2 separate regions of the Mus musculus genome follow, and region 2 is linked to region 1. A link is a contact called in public Hi-C data. All regions are on one chromosome and are shown on one strand. The core of a region is the stretch at or near the end of the contact, and the rest is flanking DNA. Distances in the headings are between cores, read along the strand shown. Region 1 has its middle 8.5 kb from the start of Gm26054. Region 2 has its middle 120 kb from the start of Gm39075.

Region 1 (6,303 bases), core at 3,355-5,854:
TCTTCCAAACATGCCCTTAAAGCCATGGAGTGAAAGTTGAATCTAACAAGAAGCAGAGAACTCTATAGTACATCCCTCTGCACCTTGCTGAATTATTCTGTGAGAAACGGGGAACAACAGAAGTTCTATTGAAGCATCCCTCCTCGGAGAAGGTGTTTATTTCCTAATATTATGTGTTCATCCACTCTCCAGTCCCCTGAAGGGTCTGCCTTCGTTAAATCTAAAATGATGCAGAAGCCATCCTGGCACCAGATTCCCTTTACCACCCACTCCTGAAATTCAGATGAGATTGGCAAAGACACATCCCATATGCCTTGGAGAAGCTCCACATCCCTCCCCATTTCTCCAGGTCCTTGAGATGAGGAGTTATCGAAGTCAACAGGATCCTTTCCTGCTCGGAGTCCCACAGTTCAGCTAAGACCACCCAGTCTGTGGTTCAGCTCACACTCCGTTAAGCTTTGCACTGACCCTTCTCCTTGACTAAGTGGGTGTCAGATGTTTACTGACTACTTGGCACAATAAAGGGGACTTTTGAAGCATAGTTCAGCCAAAAAAAGGGGGAAGGAAGGAAGGAAGGAAGGAAGGAAGGAAGGAAGGAAGGAAGGAAGGAGGGAGGGAGGGAGGGAGGGAGGGAGGGAGGGAGGGAGGGAGGGAGGAAGGGAGGAAGGGAGGGAGAGAAAACTAGCAATGAGTACCCTGTGACCTTTAAAATTCCATCAATCACTTTACCAGCCAAAAGTACTTCTTAAAGGCTCTATCACTCAGCCCATACACACACACACACACACACACACACACACACACACACACACACACACACACACACACATCCTTCCTCTTCTTTTTCCTCCTCCTCTTCCCCCTCTTCTTCCTCTGTCTCCATCTCTGTCTCACTCTCTCTCCCCCTCTCCTTTCCCTGTCTCTGCATCCTTTTACCCTTTGTCTCTCTTTCTCAGTCTATTCATTTACTTAATCGCTGCATCCAAGCTGAAGCTCACAAGCGGCCGTCCCACTCTTTTGCTGGCCCCCTTTACTCCCTGTTTCCGGCTTATACCTTGCCTTCTCACCTCTCTCCAGACACAGATTCATCTTTTGCTGTTCAGCTACATGATCACTTTCTTCCTCAAAGATACTCTGCTGACAGATTTAAAGTGATTAATTTCCATCATGCTTCATTCAACCCAGCGTTCCAAGTTCAATTCCAAAATTTAATCAGCAGGTGATATCTGATCTTTGTCAGACACTGATGGAGTTGGTATATAGCTGGGTTTATGGTCAGAGGTGGGGTGTTGAAGTTGCTAATTTCAACGAATTCCCAGAAAAAAAAAAAGTTTGCCTGTTTGTTTGGAAAACTACAATAAAGCCTTCTGCGTTAACAAATTTCTGTATCAAAGCTTTAAAATTCCATTTTACATATGAAGACTCTGTCTTAGGATATCCTCCAAGGGGCTCCTTTCCTAAACTGTAGACCTCGGCTGTAGAAACAGGGACCCAGCCAAGCCTTACCAGATCCACCTCACCCAGATACATCCCCTCACCTCCATATACCAAAAACCCCGCTGCTCTCCATAGAAGGCAGAGAGGTCAAGGCTAACAGACAACTTCAGTTCTTCTGTAGGATTTACCAACTCCCTACCAGTTCTAGTTATATCAGAGAAGCAGGCTTCCCATCTCTCTTTCAACTAAAATGTTTCTCCTCAACTGGGCTCTGAGGCAAGCGAGTGAGAACTTGATTCGGTTTCCTTCTCCTCACTTGATAATGACTGGATGCCACAGGTAGACTTGCCAGAGCTACTGAAAATTTACCTGCTCCAGTTGCAAAGTTTGGCCCAAACTTTTTTTATTTTTTACAAAAATAAACATTAAATAATTTTAAAATCACATTTAAGTGTTTATTTTCCAAGGGAAGGCATGTGCATGCTCACCTTTAAAGTCAGGGGAGATTTTACAGAAGTCCATTCTCCTATTACACGGGTGGGGCCCAGGAATCCACCTCAGATCTTCAGGTTCAGCAGCAAGAACCTTTATCAGCTGAGCTGTCTCACCAGACCCTTACATGGATTTTATCAGTTACATATTCCTAAGTAACAAAGACCCCAAGTATTCAATGGTTTAAAACCAAAGGACTAGGAAGGTGGCTCAGTGCTTACAAATGCTGAATGCTCTTCCAGAGAATCTTAGTTACGTTCACAACACCCATGTGGCAATTCACAACAGCCTGTAACTCCAATTCCAGGAAATATAATGCACATTTCTGGCATCAGTGAGTCCTGGGAACCCACATGGTATAGTTGTATACATGCAAATGAAACACCCATACACACAATAAATAAAAATTTAAAACAATAAGATTTTTGTTATTTCTCATTGGTCTATGACTGAGTGGAGGAAAGCTTTACATATTCTATGGTTGGTTGACTATAGGCTGAAGCAAAAGCTAGCATGCCTTGACTTTGGTTGACTGTTTATATCTTGTGATTGTCAGTTCAGGGCATTGCCACATGTGTCTTGTGATTGGCTAACTATGGGAAGCAGCAAAATCTTACATGCCTTTTGATTGGTTAGCTTCTGTCTAGCAGTTCACTTAACCCTCCTATTGGATGCCAACAGGTTAGTTCATACCTTCTGAGTGGAGTTCCAAGAGCACATGGAGAGGTGAGTAGTATGCCAATTAGACTCAAAACATGATTCCTGTCACCTCCATTACATTATAATAGCTTGGATAATTTCCAGAGTGTTACATACAAATTATATCTCCTGCCAGTTTTTGTTGATACTACTCAATGTGACTGTATTTGGAGACAGGGTTTTGAAACAGGTAATTAATATTTAATAAAGTCATAAGGTCAGGTCTATCATAAAACAGGTCTGGTTTCCTTCTGAGCCACCAAGCAAAGGCCACATGAGAGATGGCAAAGAGAGAGATGCTGTCTAGCAGCCAGTTCGAGCAGTCATACTGGGGCCAAGGCCTGCCCAGGCACCAGGTCAGTGGTATTCTGTTAAGCTCTTCTATAGCAAGCCACACACAAGGTGAACTGAAAAGAGAAGGCGGGAAACACAGACTCCATCTCTTTGTGAAGTGTCTGGGAAGTTATACAGCAAAGGCTGGAAACCCAGAGGAGGAAACATGATGCGAATGTTACAATCAGAGCAGTGCTGGGACCGAGACCCCGCTACCAACTCCACATTAGAATACAATTCATTTGAAAAATGGCCACAAAGATAAATCTGTGTTCACAAGGTCTATGAGCTGCCTTCTTTACTGGATATAGACAGAAACTCATGAAAGATTGCTACTGCTGCTAGCCGTGAGGTGGCTCAGCAGGTAAGGTGCTTGACTCTCAATCCTAGCAACCTGAGTTGCGTCATTCAAGCTCATGTCAAGATGGAAAAAGAGAAGTGACTTCACAAAGTTGTCCTCTGACCACCATATGTGTACTGTGGTATGTGTGCCTATTTTCACACACAAACGTACACACATTCACATATACCATATAAACAAACACTCCCACATACATATACATATATATATTATTCATACACACACATACATAGAAAGTAGATATCCACACATACACATGTATACAGATATACATATATGCACATTCATATACTCAAACACATATGCACAAAAACATATACAAACACATTCACCCACCTCACACACATTCATCCATACACACACACACATACTCACACACACACACATGCACATACACACACACACATACTCACACACACACACGTGCACATACACTCACACATACATGCACACAGATTCACACACATGCACACAAGCATTCATACATGCAAACACTCATACACATGTATACAAACATTCATAGATGCACACACACGGGCACACATTCACATACATGTACACATACTCACATACATACACACATACCTATGGGCACATCTATACATAAACATGAACATACACATACAACTGTACAAACAGAGAGAGAGAGAGAGAGAGAGAGAGAGAGAGAGAGAGAGAGAGATACACAAGAACTAAGGTCCAGAAGTAAGAAGTGCCTTATATGAGTGACACATGCCACTGTTCTGGTTGGAACTATGGGGAAAGAAAAAATAACACAATCCTGCATTTCTTTAAAAGAAAACATTAATGGCTATGAAAGGACAACATGAGAAAAACTGTAGTTTCCATAGTCCATAGACTCAGAGAAAATTTATATCCACATACTTTCTTACAGCTCTACTTGGCACTCTGGAATTGTTACTAAAAGCAGAGGTGAGAAAGACTCACCACTCACAATGTATCACCTTTCCCAGGGGGATGATGCTGATCTCCACAGAGAGGGAGGGCTAGCATGGGAGGGTCAGGGAATCTGACCCAGTGTATGCTGGAGTTTCACCTACGGAAGACTAAGTCAGTGCAGACCAGAGAGAAACCAGAAGGCATGCAGGCTCACTACAAGCTGAGGCAGGGGAGACTTGGTAAAATATCCCTTTGATGCCTTCCAGCTCCATACAGAAGCCACCCTCAGAAGTTCTGGTTGCAGAAAAGAAAGACAGAAGTGAGACATTGGTGGGGGTTTGGAGGAAGAGTAGTCTCCCAATCCCACTGAGCTGGCAAGTGTGTGGCAGAGCAAAGAGCTGCATTCCGAGCGCTAACGACTCCTGGAGCCCAGAGAGACAGGAATAATGTCATCAACACTCACGTTCCAGGTCCCGTGGAAGGAAAGTCGGAGAGTCTGCTCCCACCTACACATCATGTGATTCCAGGGGCGAGTAAAACCCAACAAAAGCCACCGCAAAGCCTGGCTACGCTGAATGATATGGTCAGCCCCTGTTCGGAAAGAACAGTCAGAGCAAAACCTAGGCCAAATTGCAAGGCTGGAGCAAGAGGCATCGCTCCACCAGGCTTTAGCTGGTCCAACAAAGCTATAGACATCAGAAAGCAAAGCACTAGCATGGGGACAGACACACAGGCCTGGGTGAGGGCTCTACGGCCGAATTGTTTACTATGCAAGCATGAAGACCTCCTGAGCCCATGTAAAATCTGTGTGTAGAGGCATGTGACTGTGACCTCAGTCCTGGATGTCAGTGGAGGACGGACAAACACAGGTGGACCCTGGGGATTTGCTGGCCAGCCAATCTAGTTGAAACTATTTCAAAATCAGTGAGAGATTCTGTCTCAAAAAAACAAGTGGAGAATCCTGACATTGACCTCTGACCCTCACATTTGCATACACACTTGTGCTCATGCACACACGTGTATACACACACCCCAGAAACAAAAACAAAACAAAAAACAAAATAGAACTGAAAAACAGCTCCATGAATTTAGTGTTAAGTGATCTGTGGCAACAATGCCAGGTATACAGAGTTGGGCAAAATAGTGGCTTCAATAAATGGTGCTGGGTGGGCTAGCAGGAGGGCTCAGCAGATAAAAGCACTTGACCTTAATCCTAGAAGCCCACAAGTAGCATGAGATAGCTGATTCCTGAGAATTGTCTGACCTCCACAGATGTGCAGTGACACATGTACACATGTGCGCGTGCGCGCACACACACACACACACCAAATGAAATGAGTAAAACTGAATAGTGATAGCAAACAGTACCAATATATCTAAGAATGCAATTGGGCCGAATTCTCATACTACATACAGCAATCAACTAAAGTGATCTTAAAGTGACTTAGACACTACCATTGAAACTGACAAATGAATAGCGGAACACAGGGCCAATGTCCCATGCTGTTGCTCTGGGCAACAATTTTTATCTACCCCTAATGCCACCAGCAATAAAAGCAGGACTAGATAAATAGGACTGCATGAAACTGAAAGGATTTGCACAGCCAAGGAAATGATAACTAGCAGGCAACCAATGGGATGAAGGAAGACATTTGTGAGCCACACAGCTGTTGAGGGATTAATATTCAGAGTCTGTACACTCAATAACGGAAAATGCAGACTTTTTAAAATGGGCAAATGGCCTGAGTTGTCAGTTCTCTAAAGACAGCATTGAAATAGGCAATGGGCATAGGGAACATATGCTTAGCAATGCTAGGAGATGCACATTAATCAACTAGGATGCTGACTCATGCTTGCTAGAATGGCTGGTGTCCAACAGAAGAAATAGAATGCATGTTAGATGTTAGTATTGGACAGTAGATGCAGAGAATCCTTGTAGATTAGTGATGGGACTAAAGATCCTTACCTCTATTATGGAAGACATGATGAAAATGCCTCAAATACGACATAATGGCATTATGATGCACAAGTCCTCATACTGGCAACACAATTCAAAGGCTATTGCATCATTACATTAAGCA
Region 2 (6,679 bases), core at 3,132-5,631, 150 kb before region 1:
TACTGGTGGCTTTCGAGGTAAGGATGAGTTATACTGACCTAACAGAAATCTGACTATGTCAATGACTTGGAAAAAACCTAAATGATTATATAAGAACAATATGAAGGAGCTGGGTGTGGCAAACACTTGAAATCTCAGCCCTCGGGAGATTGGGGAGGATGAGTCTAAGAGCAGCCTAGACTATATAGTGAATTCAAGACCAGGCTGGGCCATGTAATAAAACCTCATCTCTAGACAGAGAAGAGAGAAGATGAGGGGAGGAGAGGGAAGGGGAGAGGGGAGAGGGGAGGAGGGAAGAGGGGAGGAGACAGAAAAAAATCTAAAGACAGTTCTAGACCTAATTTATTCTAAATCTAATTTTTTTTAATTCAAAATCCTGAAAACAACTCCCAAGATGCATAACTATTTCAGAAAAAAAATTAAAAAGAAAAAATATGTCCTGATTTAATCAGTGATGTTGGCTCAAATCTACCGCTAAGACTTGGAAACAATAGCCAAGGAGAGAGAAAGCGCCAAGCCAATATTATTTATTGATGCAGATACAAACAAGCTGAGGGAACTCCAGCAGACCCAATTCAGCTGTGCTGTGAAGAATAATTCTCCATGACCAAATAGATTTTATTCCAAGAAACCAAGGTAGATTTAATAAGAAGCATCATTTAATATTCAGAAACCTGTGAGCATAATTAATCATATCAGTGGGTCAAAAGCCAAAATCAACCATCAAATATCAAGATTTTTAAATAATATTTAATAACCATCTCTGTGGTAGTTTTTTATAATGCCAAAATCAAGCCTGAAGAGATAGCTCTGTCTCTAAAATCTCTACCTTTCAAGTATAAGGACCTGACTTTGATGCACAGAGCTCACGGGAGGGGGGTGGTACAGGTGAGGGAGCCTGTAATGGCTTTGCTAAGGACATGGAGAGGCAGATATCTGGGACTTGCTAACCAGTGCAGCCTAATCTACAAGGTCCAGGACAGTGAGACACGGTCTCAAACAACAATGCAGAGTGTCTGAGGAATCTGTTGAGTTTGACTTCTTGTCTCCACCTGTGTGTGTACCTGCACACATAAATAACATCACATACTAATACTGCCCCTACCAGCCAATAATGCCCTATAAAGCCTCCATACAAATACTGTCCAGTACATAAATACTGCCTCCACAAGCACTCCTCACACAAATACCCCCACAAAAATACCCCTCACATAAATATCTCACACAAAATATCATACACACAAATACTGCCCCCACACAAACACTGGCCTTACACAATACCCCTGCACAAATACTTCTCTCCCCCATAAATTCCACACCTACATATATCTACGCCCCCATATACCCCCTCGTACACAAATAGACATTTCAAAACAGAGGATGCCTTTGCTAACATTGTAAAGAATAGCTCTTGCCTATCGCCAGCTGACAGTGGAGCAAGTCATCAGACAACAGAAACACTCCTGCAGAGCTCCTGGACCACACAAAGCACCACCTTTCCAATAGGTCTGGACATTGAAGATGACAGTAGAAAAGCAGAGGTTTGGACAATGCTAACTTGAAGCACTGGTACGGGCCTGCGTCTTCATCGTGCCTATATCCAGCCCCATGTGCTTTTTTGTGTTCTTAGTGTTACTCACCTCATAAAGCAAAGCGAGTTTACACAGGCAAACAGAGAGAGGACTTGCTATCAGGGAGTCAGGACTAAACCACTTCAGTTCTTAGTCTCACATGGAAACGAGATGAGTGGAAAACTCAGAAAACACACTAACACCAACTGAGGAATAGTCATAACTACCATGGGATTCAGAAATCCAGAGGATAGTGATATGTACATATGAACCATACATGTGGTTTTGTGTGTGTGTGTGTGTAAATATATACACACTTATATGTGTGTTGACATGCTAATGTGCTCAAATGGAGCCCTCAGAAGAGCATTTGGGTGTCATTCTCTAACACCATCGCTACTGGATGCCCAGCTGTTTATATGACTGCAGGATCGGATCCCATTCTCCAGACTGTGCAGCGTGGCATGCACTCAAAGTGCTGAGCCCATGAGTTCTTTTAACTGGAACATCTTCCTTGCTGCTCCAATCAATAGCAGAAATTCCACACCTAAATCTAATTATATTAGTGCCTGTTATCCCCTGGAGCCTCCAAAATGTATGATCAGGCTACTAAAATTATATTTATGTAAAATAATTTACATAATGTACACACATGACTTAGGTAATTTAAATACATCAGTATATAACCACACCCTATCATCTCTGCAGCCATCTCGGGCTATTTACTTACAGGTGGTACTTTTCCACCCTGACGAGAGACCTGTTTTTCTCCACTCTCTCTTGCAGACCCCGTTGACTGATTGGCAGACTGGGTCAGCTATACACATAGGTAAAGGGATATAAAGACACTTGTCAACATATATATGCAGGTTAAATCGTATAGGGAATGCACAGAAAGATGCATGGGTTAAGTATAGTGATATTTGGTTTTCGGTGTTTGGGATGTTCTTTCCTTTCTGTATTCAATAGTACTTTTTAAAACTTAATATACTGGAGCTGCCTTCAGCCCTTTAAGAGGACCAGAATGGCATCCATGATAGGTAATTTAAAACAACCAGCTCCAAAGGATTCAACACCCTCTTCTGGTGTTCAAGGATGCTGCATACATATAGCATACATTCACACAGACAGACAGACTCATATATAAATAAAATAAATAAAAAATTTTAAATGCCTGGGCTTAGTGGCACATTTCTTTAATCCCAGTACTTGAGAGGCAGAGGCAAGCAGTTCTCTGTGGGTTTGACACAAGCTTGGTCTACATACATACTTTTCTCAGAAAATAAAAGCTTGACAAACCATTCATTAAAAATGCACTGGGTGTGAAATTGGTCTTTATGGATATGTAGAATAAAATAAACATGGTACCACTCAACCACATAAAAATGCAAAACGGAAAGAACAATATAAATGAGCATTTATCCCCCAATGATGCACAAGATTTTATTCAATACCTAAAATTCAAAGGAACTTGAAATATGTTTTCTTCTTTTTAATAAATCTACTCGAGATAGGTGTTTGGTAGGTTGCTCACTGATGCCAATCATACATAAATATGTGTATTGCATAGGAAAATTGGAACTGGAGAGATGGTTCAGTGGGTATGGTCCTTTCTAAGAAGTATGAGGACTTGAGTTTGGGATCCAGAACCTATATCAGAAACCAGGCAAGGGAGCACATGTGGGTTATCCTAGGGCTTGGAAGATGGAAGAGACAGATGGGCACCTAAGGTTTGCTGTTCAGGCAGCCTAGACTCCAGGTTCAGTCAGAAACCCTGTTTCAAAGCAGAAATGATGGCTAATTGCCCGAGGAACAATATGGACATTGTTGTCTGGGCTCTGAAGTCTCTAGTGCCCACACATATGCACCTGTACTTCACAAGCACCCATACACAAACATATGCACAAATTAAATATATGTCTTACACAGAAAAAATATTCCAAAGATTATCTTGCTGAGGCTGGCAAGGTGGCTCAGAGGGTAAGAGCCCTTGCCACCAAGCCTGATGCCCTGAAGTTGATCTTCCACATGGTGGAAGGAGAGAACCAACTCCTGCAAATTGTCCTCTGACATCCACATACATGTTGTTGCATGTATACACTCACAAACATACACATGATTGAAGTGGAAACTTAGGGCTCTTTGTGAAGTCGGTTCAGTGGTGTTTTGCTGGGGCAAACGAGTGAAGGAACATTGAGCTGAAGTGGACACAGGTGAAAGGCTGCGGCAGACTCGTGAAGAAAGGTTTAGCTTTAGCAGAACATCCTTTCACCTGTGTCCACTTCAGCTCAATGTTCCTTCACTCGTTTGCCTCAGCAAACCACCACCCAACCGACTTTACAAAAAAAAAAAAAAAAAAAACCAACTTAAGTTTCCACTTCACATGACACATAAAAAAAAATGTTTGAAATGTTATCTTTCTAGCCAATTAGTTATCATTCAAGCAGAAGAAGAGGTCAATAGACTAGAATTAGTTTATGTAAAGAATCAGTTATGATAATATACCTAGACAACCACTGTAATCTAACACAAACTCCACAGGGAATCTGTCACTGTCTGTCTGTCTGTTTGTCTGTCTGTCTATCTGTCTCAGTCCCTCTCATACCCACACACCTTACCAGTGAGCATCTAACATATATAAGCCAGCTTTTTGCTCTTGACTAAGGCATCAGCAACCAAAGCCAACACACTGAGGAAAGCAGAACAACAGCACAAACTTGGATGTTAACGCTGACAAACAAGTGGCAGACAAGAGCTTTGCACATTTTCCAAGCTACACCTTCCCACCCACCACAGGCTGTCAGCAGAACCCCAGCAGGGTGTGAGTCATCTCCACACAGGAGCATAAACAGAGGGGACTCCCCAGGCTAACCAAACACCCTTCAACACCTTCATCAGCCCCTGCTCTGTCGCCACATCCAAATAGGACATTGCCTCTAGCCTGGTCTCAGAGCCTGAGGACATTCTGAGCCTCTCAAAGCCCCTGCGTTCCTCATCACCAATACTGAACTCTTCCATTCTCCAATATCATCCCTGATCTCTCATGCCTGAGTCAAGGGCTCATTCCCTGTTCTTCCTCAGTGTCACACAAGGTCCTTCAGGTATTAGTCCTATCATCCCAGATTCTACACCTAACCCTTCTGATCAGCCACCTCATAAAAGCACTCCAACATCCTATCTGACACATCTTAGCATGTCCAGTGCCTGACTCTGAGCATCCAAACCCACTCTTTTCTTGTGTGTCGCTTACAATGACTGAAGAGAAGAGATGATGACAGGATGAGCCTCTCTTCTAGCCAGGTTTATAACTTTGTCAAGCTCATCTCTGTACTGGAGACAGTTTTCTCAACTAATATTCCTGTGTTCAAATCCTAACTTAGCAGGATGAGTGACTTACTTGACGATACACCTAGGAGTAACTTCTACCTCTTCCAACTCCTGCAAATCCCATGGCATCAGCTGCTACAGCAATCCACCCTACTTAGACTTCGGGTTAGTTGAGGTCACACACCTCCATTTGATGGCTAATTTTCTTTGTCAACTTGATACAATCCAGAATCAACTGGGAAGAGCATCTCAATGAGGAGTGCTCTGAATTAGTTCTCCCTGTGGCCATGTCTGTGGGGGATTACCTTGATTGTGTTAACTGATGTTGAGAGATCCAGCCCACCTGTGTTTGGGTCACAGACTGTGTAAGAGTTCAGAAAGTGAGCTATGACCTCACAGCATGAATGTGTTTGTTCCTCTTTACTTCTGACTGTGGATGTGGTGTGACTAGCAGTTCTAAGTTCCTGCCACCTTGACTTCTAGAATGGGCTGTAACCTGGAATCATGAGTTAGCATAAGCCTTTCTCCCCTAATTTGCCTTTTGTTGGGGCATTTTTATCATGGCAATGGAAATAAAAGTCAGCATCCCCAGGGACCATCTGTGATGATGGAGAACATGGGTCTCTGTCCTGGGTCTCTGTTCATCTTCACTGGCTGGACTGCACAGGTCAGAAAGCAGAACACTGGTAAAGACAATGTCTTGGGTACTACCCAAGCTCACATATTCCACCACTGCCATCTTTTATGGGACTTGTGTTCTAAATTAGTCCAGCAGAAAATGTGTGTTTTCTTGTTCCTATCTGGATGAACTTCATCTGTGAGATGAAACAGGTGACAGCCATCTGCATGCACATTGCCTCTGTACGTGCCTTCCTCGAGACACATCTTTGGGAGAAGAGCTGGGGTGTGAAGCCAACCAACGCCCCATTGCACTCGCTCCCCTCTAACTTTTAGACCTCACTGCATACTCTTTTCCTCTTCCTGCCTGGGCTGAGTCTTGGCGGCTCCTGCAGCAATAAGGGGAGCTATTTCAGGGAAACAGTTGATACTTGGCGAGTCCTCCTACAGACCAGCAATAGCTGTTCGACATGTTAAATGCCTCCCAGATGGAGATGCTTAGCATTTGTAGGAGGAATAATTTGGAAGAGAAAAATGCATTTGTCTTTTGGCATCCTGTGGATTCTGACATAGAAGATAGAGAACACCGTGGGACTTGCCATCCACATGTCAGGGTTTTCTTAGAATTTTGCAAGTGCTGGGTGACCGCACTGCTTCTTCCTCTGGAGCTATCAAGTTCTGGAAAGGGTCACAGCACAGGGAAAAGTGTAAAGAGCTGAGTCTCTGAGGCTTCAGGGTTCCCAGAAAGAAACAACACAGGCTTAGCCTTCTGTCTACCATTGGCAGACGCTATAATCATGTGGACCAGGGGGTTGGGAAGATGGCTCGGTTGTAATGTGTCTGCTGTGTTGTGCAACGACCAGAGCTTGATCCTCAGCGCCCATGGGCATGCACATGAGAAGACAGACAGATTCTGAGGCCTGCTGGCCAGTAAGCATAGTTGAGTCGGTGAGCCCCAGGTGAGGGTGGGGGGCTCAAAACTTAAAGTAGGTAACTCTTGAGGAACAATAACCAAGGTCAATCTTTACCATCTGCATGTATGCACAGGCATATGCACATGTACCAACACACACACACAATCACACAATCACACAGATGTAAGCAGTGTACCTCCACACACATACAATCAATCACACAAACATATGCACATGGACATGCACCCT

What was found. A called contact is a pair of places that touch in the nucleus more often than the background predicts.
Region 2: a Hi-C map of cerebral cortex shows a contact between it and region 1, with 2.7 times the contacts expected there. The contact joins two enhancer-like sites. A contact is called at or near these places in 1 of 39 promoter capture datasets (hippocampal neurons), 2 of 484 Hi-C or Micro-C datasets (cerebral cortex and nephron progenitors), 1 of 115 datasets of contacts at active chromatin or transcription factors (neural progenitor cells) and 1 of 9 other capture datasets (embryonic stem cells).

The regions. Positions count from the first base shown.
Region 1 is chr7:116,958,017-116,964,319 of GRCm38.p6, reverse strand. No RefSeq gene overlaps it. Among named protein-coding and RNA genes, the nearest start is that of Gm26054, 8.5 kb to the right of the region's middle. Within about 2 kb of position 4,604, at least 4 of the 459 cell types and tissues checked have an H3K27ac peak or open chromatin away from gene starts, as enhancers often do. A contact at or near this core is called in cerebral cortex, where this site is marked.
Region 2 is chr7:117,106,298-117,112,976 of GRCm38.p6, reverse strand. No RefSeq gene overlaps it. Among named protein-coding and RNA genes, the nearest start is that of Gm39075, 120 kb to the left of the region's middle. Within about 2 kb of position 4,381, at least 22 of the 459 cell types and tissues checked have an H3K27ac peak or open chromatin away from gene starts, as enhancers often do. A contact at or near this core is called in cerebral cortex, where this site is marked.